Linked DNA regions of Arachis hypogaea: region 2 is linked to region 1. Evidence: chromatin contacts called from public Hi-C data. All regions are on one chromosome and are shown on one strand. Each heading gives the region's core, a stretch centred on a gene start, on an enhancer-like site or on the middle of the called end of the contact. The rest is flanking DNA. Distances are from core to core; before and after follow the strand shown. Region 1 holds the start of LOC112709404. Region 2 holds the start of LOC112711423.

Region 1 (2,700 bases), core at 183-2,682:
GGAATTAAGCCATCACCAGTTGCTGCACATTATAGTTCAAGAGGAACTTTAGTTTTCCATGGATCTTAAAACCTGATATAATGGCACTAGGAACTAGGATTTTAGCTGCTTATATTCTTCACAAAATAACAGCAATAATTGGCACAAATGTCTTCCTATCAAGTCACTATAATATTCGATAAAAATTCAAAAATAGCAATATTTAAAGCAATTTCTTCAAAAATGGCAAAAGTTCCCTGGTTGAAGTTGGAACACCATGTCGATCACATTATTGTCCATTAGAATGCTAAGGCTAGCCTTCATTCTATCATCACCGCTCAAACCAGGAACATCTATCAATAGTGCCATTAGCTTCATTCTGTGCTTAACTCCTTCTTTCTCATGTTTAAAACAAGAAACCATATCAACTAAAACAGCTGTGTGTTCTTGATAAGCACCTTTCATATTTCTCATTGATTCTACTACTATGTCAATCACTTCCTCACTTTTGCTCCCTCTTTTTCTTTTATTCCTTTCTATATATGAAGCACTAGGAGCAGCAGAAGAATTAGGAGCAGCAGAAACACCGGGAGCAGCAGGAACACCAGGAGTTTGAGGCTCCTAAAAATTGAAAGCAACACCAACAGAAACACCAGAAGATTATTCAATACTGATAGAAATGAAGAACAAGTAGCCTAACTGATTCTACATGCTCTACGTTTGTATATACAAGCATTATCTTTACCTTGGCCAGCAAGACTAACAACATTAACTAACTAAACAGAACCTAATAGAATATTAATTACCCTGATTCTAATTCTGTTTGATTACATTCATATCCTTTTTTTCCTTATTATTATACTCCACAAAAATGAAGATCAATATTTCTATCTAAATGCTCAACATGATGGGAATAGTTAAGGCTAGTCACAGGAATAGGTTAAAGTAAATGAACTAATGAAGAATCACTCCAAAATCTAAAAAAATACACAGCAGCAGGATCAACAATAAGTGAATTTATGTACATGAATTAGAGTCAAGTGCTTACGTACTTGAGAATCAGTTTCATATTCAATTTCGGTCTCTTCCAAATTTACTTGGGTGTTTTCATTCACTTGACGATCACTCAAGGTTGCTTCGCGCTCAGCCTCCATTGTAGCAACTGCTTGAGTTATATTTTTTGCATTGCCTCCTTGAGCCCTATCTCTACCAAATGTTATTCCCAACTCTTCAAAATGTGGAAATGGTTTATTATAGAGGCCATTAGCATTAGGATGGGACTGAAATTAAAAAAAATTAAATAAGCAATTAATATTAAAAAGCTAAGATAAATAAACTTGTATTAAGAAAGTTATTTAGAATTTACACTCTTTCATTCATTGAAAATTTGTCGCTCCACTACAATCATTTTATCTTTATCGTTCCAATCAAATCCACTCCCAACCGTGTCCATTATCTCAACTATTGTAAAATATTATCTTTTTAGCAATTTCACCCTTGATTCAATGTGTGGATTAGCCTAAACATAGCAAAATAATTTAGAATTATTACTACTCTGTATATGACACCACAATTCATCCAAGCATAACTAAATATAGTGAATATATGGAGCAGTAATAATCATTTAGTTTTTGAATAACCAACTTATTATGAATAAGGTAAAGTTTATATGTAAGTTGAATATAAAATTTCTTTATTTAATTTAACACTTCAATTTTAAGACTATATATATGAACCAATTCATAATAACACAACATCCCAACAACATAAAGATCACCAAAGTGCATCTATGAATTAAAATTATGCATTTATAAAAAAGTTGATGATCATATAATTTGAATCTAAATCAATGATGCTAATATAATATAGTCGCATTCATAGATCATGCATGGTATCTAGTTCTGTAGGCATCCTTCTTAACATATCCTTGATTTTCCAATTTTGTCTAAATTATAATTTTTATATATTCAAACTAAATTCTTTCTGGTCCTTTCATCTCTATCTCATCGTCATTTTAAAAATAAATGAGAGCACAATAGTAAAGCATCTCAATATAGAAGCATAAATATTTTGTAAATTATACAATTATAACACAAATATAAAATTATAAACAAAGAAAATAAGTATTATGTAAAAAAACTGTACCTTAAGATCACATCCAGGGATCTTTTTATGCAGCATTTTTTCTAAATATTTTTCATAATCGGATTTAAACGTACCATTGTCACACTTCCAAAAAGTAGTTGCAAGTTCTACCAAACACTCAACTAATTTTGCATTTTTGTGTGGTATCCATCGACACTTAGTTTACTTTGAATTAGGTCGAGTATTCTCTTTCATTTTCTATAGAAGCAGAAAATAACACAAGATAATTTTTCATTATCTTGAAACAAGGAATCACACAAATATGAAAAGAACAGTAATCAAAGGCCAATCACAGAATCACTGCAATCCCATTTTCATCATCTTGAAGTAAGGAATCACACAAGTATGAAAAGAACAGTAATTATAAAATAAAATAAAATAAAGATGTACTAGGTGGTCTTGTTTGTAGTATATATATTACATTTAAAGTGAAAATTATAATATTCTACAGTATCTTATAACGAGCATATAATAAATATGAAATGAATGACGGGGAAAAGGAGAAGGGGAGTTATGTTGATAATTAATGATGCAGAATATTAGCATAGGATGAATGTACAAGGTATAAGGTTGTCA
Region 2 (2,700 bases), core at 70-2,569, 290 kb before region 1:
TTTATTCAAAAAACGTAGGCCATCTCAATTTTTGCTTAAATAGATACTATGTATTTTAAAATTGTGTATAATCGTGTATTAAAAATTTAATATGTTTAATATACTCATGTTCAAACTATATTTGTGTTCCTTCAAACTAATGGAACCCAAAACCAGATTATATAAAAATCAAACATGATTGAAACGTAACTTTTTTAACAATTAGGACAAGGGAATACTATCTTAACACAATTTGTTTATGGAAATTGCCCATTAAAATGTTTGACTTAAATCTTTGAAGAATTGTAACATTAGATATCATTCATTTTTCTTACCCGTCTTTTGGTTTATTTTGGCACAGCTTTATAATTTTTCAAGAAGTATTTTTTCGTTTAAAGATCTATAAAACTATCTTAAAATTTGTAATTATAATTATTAAAATTGGATATAATATTCAATTTGTATTATCATAATAAAATTCCTCATAATGATCACACTTTAAAACACAACGAATTAGAAAATTAAGATTTATCTAACTATTAAGGACTAAGGAGTATAACACTTTTACTTAGTAGAAAAGTATGCGTTATATATAAAGCAAAAATTACAGCAATGAAAAAAAAAAAAACCAATAAAATTATTTTTGCACTCAAAAAGATTTCCTTATTTCACCATCTCCAAATCCACCAAGTGGCCATGAATTGAGTGATCCATGACACTTGTTTGGATTGGCCAATTTCCGATGTTAAATTCCATCAAAAGGAGCTCTGTAGATATGTAGTCTTGTATTTTTCCATAGTTACATAAATCATTGTAAGCACTTTTCACAGTGAATTCGCCATTGAGGGATTTCACATAATTCTATCTTCACCAATCTCATCACTGGGAGGAGGAATGGCTTTGATTTTGTTCAGAAATTCAAAATCCCATTCCCCTTCAGCAGTTGCAGCATCCCGCACTTTCATACTTTGATTAATCATATTCATATCCCTTAACCCAGTTATGCTTCCACAACATTCCCTAAAGAAAAGGAAATATGTTTAATTAAAAAATGCCAGGCGTTTGTGAGGCTTTTCCACATTGGTGAATCGGAAGCCGATTGTATCATCCCCTGAAGAAGATTTTAGTCTCTCCCGTATTTATGATATAGAGTTTGTGCCCAAAGAAAGTCCTTCTCATTTAATAATCTCCACAATAGCTTTAACATGAAGGCTTCATTCATAATATCCATTCTCCTAAACCCCCCCCTAACGGTTTGGGTTTGCATAACATGTCCCACCCAATGGCATGTGATTTTCTTGCACCCTCCTTTTCTCCCAAAATAAAACTACGTTGTAATATTCCCGAAAAGGAGACGAGAGATATTAGGCCCTAGCCTCCCTGCTTTCAAAGGAAACCAGCACCTTTCCTCTACTTTACTATTGATAATCTGAGAAAACAAGTATGGTGAGATAGGGTCGCCTTGCCTCAACCCTCGTTTGGAGCTGAAAGGTTCAGCTTTGCATCCATTCCACAAAACTTTTTATAAGATACCCGACAGATACAGCTCATAATAATATCAATGAGATTCTCTGGTAGATCAAAATCAATTAACTACTCCTTAATGTACTGCCAATGTAGTTTATCATATGCTTTTTCGAAATCTATCTTAACAGCCATGAACATCTTCTTATCCTTTATTCTCTTCATGTTGTGGACCATCTCCTTAGCAATGATAATATTTTCATGTATTGTTCATCCTGAGATGAAGTTTTATTGGTACAGAGCAATTCTCTCAGACAAGACTTGCAACAATTATCTTGGTCAAACACTTATAAATGACATTGCAGACCGCAATCGAATGAAACTAGAAACCAAATTCTAGGTTTGTGACCTTTGGAACAAGAGCAATGACGGGGGTTCTACCAAAGCATCTTGATAAAGCCATATACGTTTCTTTACACCAAGCTCCAATGCTCCTTGTAGAATAAGGCTGGAAAACCATCCTCTCCCGGCGCTTTGAGCGACCCTATGCTGAAAATTCCTTTGCAGATCTCTTCATCTGAAGGGATTTGAGATAATTTATGCTTATAGCTCCTTTCTATACTCGGGTAGGGGAACATGGCATCAATTTTGATTATCTAATTGGTATAGCGCCTTGAAAATATTTACTGCCATGCTTTTCAATTTCTCTTGGTTTTCGCACCATTCACCATTATCACGCCTTAATTTCAGGATTTAGAGTTTTTGTATGATAGAACTTGGTATTCCTATCCCCTTCAACTAACCACAATTGTCAAAAATTTCTTTTTGTTCATGAATGGTTTCCAGTTCTCTGTTTAGTTCTCCCTCTAATCTTTCTAAGAATTTATTCTTTCCATTCCCTTCAATCTATCCATGATCCTCCTCGAAGATATTTTTGTTTCACATTGTAATATCAGAAGATAGATCATTGAAAGCGTTGGCAGAAGTTCCTCCTTCCTCCCAGGCAAGGCAAGAAAACTTCCAAAGTCAGGAAGGGACTCCCACATGGCCTCATAACAGAAAGGTTTTAGACCAATATCTACTCTAGCTGGCATTAAAGAGACCAGCAGTGGGTGATGGTCAGAGCTGACCCTGGTTAAGACTTCCACTCTTACCTCAGGGAATTGCACTCTCCAGTTAGCATTACAGAATGCTCTACCTAGATGCTTGAAAACCCTATCCCGATCATTCCTAGCTCTCCTTTTCCAAGTGAACTTT

The links. A called contact is a pair of places that touch in the nucleus more often than the background predicts.
Region 2: a Hi-C map of an unstated tissue shows a contact between it and region 1, with 4 times the contacts expected there. The contact joins the promoter of LOC112711423 here to the promoter of LOC112709404 in region 1. A contact is called at or near these places in 2 of 8 Hi-C or Micro-C datasets (leaf and an unstated tissue).

Annotation. Positions count from the first base shown.
Region 1 is chr9:103,953,649-103,956,348 of arahy.Tifrunner.gnm2.J5K5, reverse strand. It overlaps LOC112709404, which reads right to left and starts at 1,432. Exons shown (of 7, transcript XM_025761291.3): 1 at 1,382-1,432; 2 at 1,032-1,259; 3 at 256-600. The coding sequence starts at 1,432.
Region 2 is chr9:104,240,683-104,243,382 of arahy.Tifrunner.gnm2.J5K5, reverse strand. LOC112711423 reads left to right here and starts at 1,319. Exons shown (of 3, transcript XM_025764074.3): 1 at 1,319-2,700.